Regions from separate parts of the Sus scrofa genome. Here regions 1 and 2 are each linked to region 3. The links are chromatin contacts, called in public Hi-C maps. All regions are on one chromosome and are shown on one strand. The core of a region is the stretch at or near the end of the contact, and the rest is flanking DNA. Distances in the headings are between cores, read along the strand shown.

Region 1 (3,505 bases), core at 320-2,819, 160 kb before region 3:
GTGAGGGAGGCCTGGGCCCAGCAAATATATTATACAACTAAGAAAGGAAAGGAGAACAGATAGGGGCTTCACTTCAGGGAGGAAAGGTTGACAGGATCCAGAGGGAGAGTTTGAACTTGACCCTGATGATGATAGGAAGCCTGTGATGACGTGAATTACCTCAACATCACAGGGAGGAGCTGCCCAGACCCCCAGCAGCTATCTGTCCGACTCCCTAATGAATTAGAGCAGCCGAGAGACGGCCGGTGACATTGAGTCTGTATTTGCCCACCCTCTCTGAACACCCTGTGCAGTTCATTGGACAAATCGAACTTTTTGAGCAGCTCCTGTGTGCCAGGTAGTGCCTGGGTGGGGAGAGGTGGTTATTTTAAATAGGATGTTCGTGGAAGAGCTCACTGAGAAAAGGAGGCTTGGGCACAGGCCCAAAGCAGGTGGGTGTCCTGGGGAGATGCTTCCCTGGTGAATAGGCTAGTCAGTACAAAGCACTTGAAAGGACCATGATTGATTGGGGTGGTTGGAGATGGGGAGGGGGGAGCGACTGTAAGAATCCTGGCTTCTCTTTCTGTCCAAGGTGGGGTGCCTCCAAGGGTTTGAACAGAGGAGGGATGTGATCTAACTTTTGTTTTTATTTTTATTTTTTTATTTTTTTATCTTTTAGGGCCACACTGGCAGCATATGGAGGTTCCCAGGCTAGGGGCTGAATCCAAGCTGTAGTTGCCAGCCTATGCCACAGCCACAGCAACGCAGGATCCAAGCCGAATCTGTGACCTACACCACAGCTCACAGCAATGCCAGATCCTTAACCCACTGAGCAAGGCCAAGGATCGAACCTGCGTCCTCATGGATGCTAGTCAGATTCGTTTCCGCTGAGCCACGACGGGTACTCCCTGACTTTTGTTTTTAAAAGATAGCTCTGCCTGCTTTATTCTCACAAGTTTTTAGACAAAAAAACAAAAACAAAAACAAAAACCCAGAGGTGTCTACACTACCTTCTTCAGCGCCCCCCTAGCACACCAACGTCCCCTGGGAACAACCCAACCAAGACTTCACGGGATCCTAAGATACCTAGCTAGCTCTCCATATACTGTCCTGGGGAGTTTAGGAAATAACCCATTTCCTTTAAAAACACTTACTTCTGTTGCTTGGTCACTCTAATAACGCCCCATGAATCTGATGTGGACCCTCAGATGCGCATGTAAGTGCGTGCACATTTTACATCTGTGGTCCTCTGTGCTTAGAAGTTTACCCAAAGTGCAACAATTGCATGAGATTTCATTTCCCGTTAGACGCCAATTAACACTGAGATTTTTGATTCGCCTGGTTTTGGCGACTTGCTGAGTGCGGGAGTGAATGAAATGAGTACCAGCTATTTTTAATGAGTACTAAAAGCAAGGATAACAATTAATATATAGCTAGCACGCTGGTTAACCGCGCAGGCAAAGCCGGACAAGTGAGAGCAAACCTAGGCAGGCGCCTCCACAGGGCTGCGCCTGTCTGCCGGCGACGCTAGCACGCATGTGCGGCCTGGCAGGTAGGCGTGGCCACAGGGTGATTCGAGAGACGCACGCTTAGGGGGTGGGGCCGCGCCTGCGCAGGCCGCCCCTCATGGCGGCTGCCTGGGCACAGTGGTGAGTGGATCGGGTGGAACTTCAGGCTGCGGCCAGCCGCAGGTAAGCCCCGGGGAGAGGCGGCGGCACGGAGTGGGGTCCGAGGGGCCTCCTGGCTCTGAGCCTGGCTCTCAGGTGCAAGCTCCCATCGACCTGAATCCTAAGTTCCCACTTAGCCTCAGTTTCCCCTTTTCGGCAAGGGTGTTGGAAGAAGTCCCTGCTGTCACCTGGGTTTCAGTCCCCAGTCCAAACAGCCCCTCTGGGTTTCGGATTAGGGAGGGAGGGTGGTGCCCGGGCCGCGACTGCAGTTTGAGAGACCCATGCTTAACCCGCTAGAGTGGAGTTCAGGGAGGTTGCAAGACAGAAGGAAGAGCCCCAGGGGAGGAGGGCCCTGGAGCCCGTCTCCAGCTCTCCACGCCGTGGCCAGTGCTGTGTCTTTGTCCACATACCCGGGCCTGAATTCCAGACTCCGCACCCAGTCCTGGTTGTGGATGAGCTTGTGACACCCCCAAAGAGAAAGTCTAGGAAGACAGAGAAGTATTTCAATCCCTAGATCCCAGCAAAACCGCTTTGAGGGGACAGCCCTAACTGGAGATCTCTTAAGGAGGATGACCGATGGCAGTATCCGCATCTGGCTCCTTAGAAGAGCTAAGGGCATTTAACTGCCGTGGGGTGAACCTGCAGCTCAGAGGAGGGGGCGGGGATCCCGTCTGCAGTCGGGATGTCCTTTCCTTCCTCTCCAGTGAGGCGAGGGGACTGAAGCCCGTGCAGGCCCAGCATTCCCCGACAGAGACTGAGTTAGCTATTCCTAAATAGAGAAACTATTAACCTTTTTTCCATCTTCAGCACACCCTTTAATAGTTATTCTTATCAGTGCTATGATTTGCTGTTGTTATTTGCTGAGCATTTACTGCGTCCTGATCCCTGAAAGTCATCACTCGTTTAATTCTCACACAGACCTGGAAACCAGTACAAGGTGCCTCTCTATTCCCGGAGATCTGGTTCTAGGAAAAGCCCCCTTAAAACGACTCCATTAAACCAAGTACTCAATGGTAGAGTGTGTATCCTTGGAAGCTTGGGCAAGTTAAATTTTAAAATAGAAATTTCAGCTAGAAAATAATATGAGTTTATTTTATTTGTCTATGTGAGCTGAAGTTTGGCACTTGCCATCAGCCTCTGCTTGGAGTAAAACATAAGCCACTGCAGCTGTCAATCCGCAGCAGCCCCTGAGTTGGAGCTCAGGGTGGAGACCAAGGAGGGAGGCACTCAGTCAGCGCTCTGGGAAAACCAAAAGAATAAGACTTCAGATAGATATTTTTAGGAGAAAATTTTATGAGCCTAATTCTTGCATTTCCTCATATCCAGAAAAACACAGTGATGAGATCTGCTCCTTGTGATTAGTCGTAACCTTCACGAGACCAGCAGCAAACTTGTGTAAGATGTGTGCTTGGCTGCAGGCTCCCCGCCCACACACACACCTTTATGACTTCATCTCCATAGTCCACCTTTCCTCTTTGGGGCAGGATTCCAGGGCTATCTGAAATACTGCCTCCTGGGTTGTAGTTAGTGGGCAGAACAAAAGATGTCACAGTCATCTGAGAGAACAGCCACTCCCAAGGGTGGGCCAGTGAGCCCTGAGGGAACTCAGGGAAGCTTATCGAAGGAGCCCTTCTGGTAAGCCCAGACCCAGACCTTTCCGTCTTCCCAGAGAAACGGCTTTCTGTCAATCTTTTGTTCCTCCTGCCTCCCCTTTGTTGCAAAAACTCCTGTATCCTAGCTTCCCCTCTTGCCTCCTCGGAGCGGTTTCTTGGGGCTACCTGATGATGCCATCTCCTGGGCTTAAGTCCTAATGTCACCCCAAATAAAATTAACTCTCAACTTTCACATTGAATTTTTTT
Region 2 (3,464 bases), core at 914-3,413, 180 kb after region 3:
GTTTCCTTTTCAAGGGTTGTGGTTGGGAGATGAGTCCAGATGATACTTGGGTCTGGGCATCACTCAAGCCATCCAACAGCTTTGCTGAAGATCTTCCCTGTGGGTGGAGGAAGCCCTCAGCGGAGCACATGGCTTGACAAGCACAGGAGGGACCAAGGTTCATCCTCCAGGTGCCTCCTTGCTTGGCAACCCTTGAGCAGTACGGAACCTGCTTAACTCTCCATGGCCACCCTATATCCTCTAGCAGCCGCACAGAGAGATGGGGAGAAAGATGCTGTGTGCTTAGGACTGAGCTCTGAAGCTGCCACAGTCCATGGAGTGGTCCAGGAGCAGAGGAAGTCAGGCCAGAGAGAGAAAGAATGAATGCAACCTGCAGAGAGAAACAGAGCTGAAAGAGTCTCTCTCGCTCTTTTTTTTTTTTTTTTTTTTTCCTTTTTTGGCCACACATGGAGTTCCTGGGCCAGGGATCAGATCTGGGCCCTAGTTGCCACCTAAGCTGCCGCTGTGGCAATGCCAGACCCTTAGCCCACTGTGCCAGATTGGGGATCAAACCTGCGTCCCAGGGACTTCCCGTTGTGGCACAGTGGTTAACAAATCTGACTAGGAATCATGAGGTTGTGGGTTCGATCCCTGCCCTTGCTCAGTGGGTTAAGGATCCGGCGTTGCTGTGAGTTGTGGTGTAGGTCGCAGACGCGGCTCGGATCCCGCGTTGCTGTGGCTCTGGCGTAGGCCGGCGGCTACAGCTCCAATCAGACCCCTAGCCTGGGAACCTCCATATGCCGTGGGAAGCGGCCCTAGAAAAGGCAAAAAGACAAAAAAACAAACAAAACAAAACAAAACAAAAACTACGTCCCAGTGCTCCAGAGATGCTGCTGATCCGTTACTGCCACAGTGGGAAACTCTGAGCCAAGAGACTCTTGAAATGCCAATCCAGTCTGTGTTGCTGATGGCTTTCCATTTCTGGACCCTCCTGAGGCCTTCAGACTCTATGAGTCGCTCCCTTCCCTTGTTGCAAACCGTCCTTTCTGCTGAAGCTGGCTGCATCCCTGCCCCAGCTGAATCCTGACAATGGAGAAAGCATTTGGTTACAGCTGTCATTCTCCCAGTTGACAGGGAGACATTTTTGCCAAACACCATTGGGAGGTGAGATTCCGATTATATACAGCTTACAAAGGGGAGTGGTGTGGTGGTGCTGGAATCCCTGGAGGTAACGATGAGAAATGACGTTGGATTCCCTTGCAGTTGCTGGATGAGAATATACCCACCTCCACCCCCCTGAACTGTCGCTATTCTAGGAAAGCAGCTCTGGTGGCACCAAAAGTAACTTCCACCAGGAGGAGCCTCTGTAGGTATTTTAAAAGAAATCCCTTTGATGAACCCTAAAAGAGTCCTGCTAGACAGTCTGACTGCACATCTTTCCCATTTTTTCTGGGTCACAAAGCCCAAGATGATGAGTCCATACGCAGCGTCACAATACATGTGGTACTTTCTCCTTACCCCGTAACACAGCCGGGCATGTGGGGTAGGATTATGTTATATCAGGTCCGTGATTTCTTTCCTTCTCTCTCTCTCTATCTTTCTTTTTTTTTTTTTTTTTTTTTTTTTGGCTTTTCCAGGGACGCACCAGAGACATATGGAGGTACCCAGGCTAGGGGCTGAATCGGAGCCGTAGCCACTGGCCTACCCCACAGCAATGTGAGATCCGAGCCCTGTCTGTGACCCACAGCTCATGGCAACGCTGGATCCTTAACCCACTGAGGGAGGCCAGGGGTCGAACCTACAACCTCATGGTTCCTACTCGGATTCGTTAACCACTGAGCCAGGACAGGAACTCCAGGTCCGTGATTTCCTAATACTGATTGATCTGCTGTACAAACAGGGTAACCTTGTGTAAACTGAAATAACCCCTCTCCGGGTCACAGTACCCTCAGTGATAACATGACAGGGATGGAGCGGATGGTTGCAGTTCCTCAGTGTAACACACTGTGCAGTTAACCATTATATGGTCCCACTTCTCTTTCTCCAAGTTCCTCTGGGAGAAGTTCCTCTGGTCCTGGGTTGCCCTCCCCTTCTTCTCTCCCTGTGGCTCAGGCAGGTCAGAGTAGACCATTCTCCTGGCCACTGGATTGGCTCATGACAGAGGCATGTGACCTACGTTGGGCCAATCAGAACCTCCTCTAAAATGGATTGACAGACGTTGGGAGGCAAAAATTCTCCTTCTAATGGAAGGGCTGAACTGGAGGTCTGAAGCCACCCGAGGTCATTGTTTCTGCCACCCGGCAAGAATATCTATGCAAAATAAGGCCAAGCAGCAACTGACAGCACAGAGAGAGAAAAGGAAAGAGAAAGTGAAAGCTCTTGCCCACCCCTGAAATTCCCAGCGATTTTCACTCATCAGTTACCTTCTAGCTACGTTTGGGTTTGCACTCAAAGGAAAAAGTCACATATGTGGGGCCTCCACTTTATTCTGGAGAGCCCCCCACTTAAGGGAAAAAAGTTTAATTACAGTTATAATATTGTTAGGAAACAAACAGCAGGCCAGATTTGCTTCAAATGCTGCAGTTTGCTAATCTCTGATGTAATGCATCGAAGGGGGACATATGACTTGTAACAACAATGCCTTAAACACTCACTTTACACTTAGGAAGGGCTGAAAAACCGAGGCTTCAGGACCCTCACATCCACTTAGGATCAGTCATTTCATTTGTTTGCGTCTCTTATTTTTTTCCAGGATGATATACCAGATTAAACTCAAGCACTGCCTCAAGACTGCATTAGAGTCTTTTTGTCTACAAGGCACCTGACAGCTGGCAAACGGTTAAGAATATTTATACTGTCTCCTTTAACCGTACCAAAAAAAAAAAAAAAATCCTGCCAGGACTCTCTGTTCTCTCCTTCAGAGCAGTTCTAAGCTCTGAATTCTTCTCCCACTAACAACACAGATAAGCTTAATAATAGGTGTGAGGCACTGTGTTAAGTGCTTTAAAGACAGTTTCTTATTTAATCTTCTCCATAACCCTGGGAGGCAGTGTGGGGGGTCACTGCTGATTGCCTACTCGGCATCCAGTCTGCCTTTTCTTGAAATCCGGAAAGGCATGTAGCACAAGTGACTGAAGGCCAGCCAATCCCATCCCCAGCCCCAGGACTGGGCTCTGATTGGTCTAAACTTGATAATCCCATTTCATTGCCTGTGATTGGCTCAGGTTTCCAGGCCCAAGCCAATCAGCTTTAGGCATTCCCCAGTGAATGGGTTCTCAGTCCAAGGGTGGGTATGACACCTAAATTTGACTGACTAGGCTGAAAGAAAGAAGTTATCCCATGATCAAGAGGTGCCTCTCTAGTGCTCATTGGATGTGACCAAAAAGGCAAACGACTTCAATTACCATGAGAAGCCAGAGACATCAAATAACCACAAAAGAAACTCAACCACAGCCTGAAGCTGAATCCCAGATAGAAAGATGGAG
Region 3 (3,435 bases), core at 117-2,616:
TGAGAGAGGTACCCGAAGACCCTGATGGCATCAAACCGGTACACCATCTGAAATTTCTCAGTCTCTGTGCCCAGCGGGTTCTTCTTGGATGGCAGAGGCCTGCTCCCCGCCCACCTCCTAGGATCCTGCCCACTGCAGCGCCACAGCCTGTGGAAAGGCCTTCCCCATGCAGCCTGCCTTGGTGACCACAGCACAGCTCGGAGCAGGGCAGCCTGGAAAGGAGACAGGGAGACCATTTCTCTCTGGAACTCAGCCAAGCTAATCACACAAGGACCACATGCAAAACATCTGCTACAGAGGATCCTGCCAGCCTGGTGAGGTCAGCATGATTGCCAGAGATGGAAAGAAAGCTGAAATCAGAGGCTTTACCTCTACCTCACGTGATAGTCAGGGAAGCTGTGTGCTAAAGGAACCACTGCTTCTACTTTACCACTGAGGAAACTAAGCCCAGAGAAGGTGAGAAATTTACCCAAAGACACACAGTCAGGGAGTAGGGCAGTCTAACTTTCAAACCCAACCTCTTTCCTCCAGGCAGCTCAAGTAGGCGCAGGCTTCATTCATTCAGCACATACCCAAGGAGGGCCGGTTCTGGCTGGATACCGGATCCACGGCCTGTGTGAACACTTCCTCAAGCAGGAAACTAAATCAGTGTCCCAGTGGGGAACAAATCCGCTAGCTAATCATCATAATAACTGTAGAATTCTCGGTTAGGTTAAAAGCGTCATCTTGGGGGCAGAACGTAAACGCTGTTTTCTTGGCCTGGATTGAGGGAAGGGATAGAATGGAGGAGGAAGGGATGGAGGCGTCAACTCATAGCACAAGGGTTTTATTAGATGCACAGTTCTACACCTTGAATATTGCACCGAAAGGTGCTTTGAGCTTTGAAGCCAGTTTTGGGTTCCAACCCTGGCTCCTACAGTCACCGGCTGTGGATCGTTGGGCAAATTACTCCACCTCTCTGGGCCCTGGTTTCTCTATCAAAGTGGGTATCCGTAACATACTGAAGAAGGTAACAGTTTTAAAGCCTTTAAATGCAGTAATGCACGGTGAATGCTAAATTTTAGTTGGCCCACGTGACCTAGGGGGCATAGGACGGCGGGGAACCCACGTCGGAGGTCCCTCCTCCGGATTCTCCGAATCAGAACCTAAGGCGTCCGCAGGCCTGCCCGGGGCCTGACTCCGACCCCCAAAGCACGACCCCTCCCTTTCTTGCCACCAATTGCCTTCTTACCATGGCCCCGCAGCCTGCAGCTGGAAGCGAGTCCCTCGCGTTCCGGGAATCTCCGAGAACGTGTCCTCCGCCCTAATGGGACAGCGTGGGGGCGCGCTGCATTCTGGGATCTGTAGTCCAGCCAGCAAAGCCGACGCTAGTCTCGGGCACTGCGGGAGGGGAATTCTCTTCCCGGCGTGCCCTGCGGCACGGGGGCCGGACCCGGAAGTTCCGGGCCGGGTGCCAGGTGCCAGTAAGTCGTGTAAGGTTTACGTGGAAACTGGGGTCATGGCTGCTCCCGGCCCAGCGCTCTGCCTCTTCGACGTGGACGGGACTCTGACCGCTCCCAGGCAGGTAAGCGGTGCAAAACTCCCTACGGCTCCCCGGTGGGTGTAATGACCGTCCAGGTAGGCGACCTGGGGCGGCTAAGGACCGCCTACCTCCCACGGAGGGGCTGAACTTTACTCTGGGTTCCTTGGAGTCATGAGACGAAAGCTCTCACCAGCTTTTCGAGACTTCAGGGTCCTCGGAGAGAAGGGACAGGCTAGGAACTCTTGAGAGCAAGGAACTTTGATTGGAAAACGCAGTTCTGGACTCTCATCAGCACCCCTGGGTTTGAATCCCGGATCAGCCGGGTTTACCAGCTTGTGTGCCCTCTTCAGACCTATCACCTGTGGTCTGCGCCTGTAGCCTGACATGAAAGACATAGGTTTCCAGGCCAAACAGACCTAGCAGAGTCTCTGCTTGACAGCTGTGTGACTTGAGCAAGTTAGTTAACCTCAGAGCCTCAGCATCTGTGGCTTTAAATGGGGCGTCTACCTGTTCCATGTGATGTTTGAATGAATGGATGAAATCATTTAAGTTCTTGAAAGTTATCTTACATACGGTAGACTGTGCTCAATAATACTCAGTAAGTATTCGCTGCCACCGCCACTCCCTGCTCTAGCCTTGCAGTGGAAGGGGGTGATAGAGGAAACCTAGATTGCCACAGGCTGCCTGCCGAGAACCTTCTTGGACTCCTGGAAACTTGCTTTCCATTTCCAGATTTTGCTGCCACGAGCACGGATAGGTCTCAAGATGAACCGTTGTGATGAAGCTTACCCTGACCTACCCTTTGCACACATTAGAAGAGCAGCCATTTGAACTTGAGACTGGCGCTAAATGGCCTCAGTCTCTCTCTACCCTGCTGCGTTTGGGTCGGGTGGTAGCACTGGTGTGCTCCAGAATTCCTCACTGAATGCGTGTGGCCTTAGATGTATCATTTTACTTTTCTGAGCCACAGGTGCTCTGTATGTACTGATGATGCACAGTTGTAAGTTCTCCACAGGCCCTTTTTGACTCCGTAATCAGTGCACACTTGCAAGTTGTTAAACACTCAGAGTGGCCTGGAGCCGAAGTCAGCAGTTCATTGTTTGCAAAGGGCCAGATAGCAAATACTTCCGTGTTTGCTGACCATATGGTCTGTAGTAACTATTCAACCTAAATCCAAAAGCAGCCATAGACCAGATGTGGACCTAGCACAGCTGTGTTCCAGTAAAACTTTATTACGGACACAAACTGCTGCTCTAATTGGCCCATTGGCCGGAGTGCTCTCTTAGGTTTACTTCCAAGCCTTTTGACATATCATTGGACCCTGTCGACCTTTCTCCCTCTTTGATCCCAGGTAGGATAGTTGTTATTTCATTTTAAATAAAGAAACTGAGACTCTGTGAAACGTGATCTGGATTTCCCACAGCAGATCTGGTGCAAGTCTCTGGGCCTCAGGGCGTTGTTGTTTGCTAAGATGGCCATTTTCTTCCACCGCCCAAAAGGTTGGAGGCTGTTCTGGTTATTACGCATGTGGTTCAGGACAGTAAAGAAGCATAAGGCATGGAATAACAACACCAAGCAACCTGCAATGTAGTCCCTTAAAGCATTTGAAACATGACATTCTTTGACATTCTTCTGTGAACATAAGTAATTTTTACGCTCAAAAAAAAGGTCTAATTTAGGAGTTTCCATTGTGGCTCAGTGGGTTAAGAACCTAGCTAGTATCCATGAGGTTGTGGGTGCGATCCCTGGCCTTGCTCAGTGGGTTAAGGATTTGGCATTGCCAAAAGCTGTGGTGTAGGTTGCAGATGCAGCTCAGATCCAGTGTTGCTATGGTTGTGGCACAGGCCGGCAGCTGCAGCTCTGAGTCACCCCCTTGCTCAGGCAGATGTGGCCATAAAAAGAAAAAAGGGAAA

The links. A called contact is a pair of places that touch in the nucleus more often than the background predicts.
Region 1: a Hi-C map of liver shows a contact between it and region 3, with 6 times the contacts expected there. The contact joins the promoter of METTL22 here to the promoter of TMEM186 in region 3. A contact is called at or near these places in 1 of 5 promoter capture datasets (liver), 3 of 47 Hi-C or Micro-C datasets (heart right ventricle and liver) and 1 of 2 datasets of contacts at active chromatin or transcription factors (alveolar macrophages).
Region 2: a contact with region 3 is called in a Hi-C map of liver, with 1.9 times the contacts expected there. The contact joins the enhancer-like site here to the promoter of TMEM186 in region 3. A contact is called at or near these places in 1 of 5 promoter capture datasets (fetal liver), 6 of 47 Hi-C or Micro-C datasets (alveolar macrophages, embryonic fibroblasts, heart right ventricle and 3 more) and 1 of 2 datasets of contacts at active chromatin or transcription factors (alveolar macrophages).

The regions. Positions count from the first base shown.
Region 1 is chr3:34,053,538-34,057,042 of Sscrofa11.1, reverse strand. METTL22 (methyltransferase-like protein 22) reads left to right here and starts at 1,569. Exons shown (of 11, transcript XM_003124617.6): 1 at 1,569-1,670.
Region 2 is chr3:33,713,105-33,716,568 of Sscrofa11.1, reverse strand. No RefSeq gene overlaps it. Among named protein-coding and RNA genes, the nearest start is that of USP7, 40 kb to the left of the region's middle. Within about 2 kb of position 2,163, at least 30 of the 83 cell types and tissues checked have an H3K27ac peak or open chromatin away from gene starts, as enhancers often do. A contact at or near this core is called in alveolar macrophages, fetal liver and liver, where this site is marked.
Region 3 is chr3:33,890,446-33,893,880 of Sscrofa11.1, reverse strand. TMEM186 (transmembrane protein 186) reads right to left here and starts at 1,366. Exons shown (of 2, transcript XM_003124605.4): 1 at 1,232-1,366; 2 at 1-212. The coding sequence starts at 1,234. PMM2 (phosphomannomutase 2) reads left to right here and starts at 1,409. Exons shown (of 8, transcript XM_021086654.1): 1 at 1,409-1,564. The coding sequence starts at 1,499.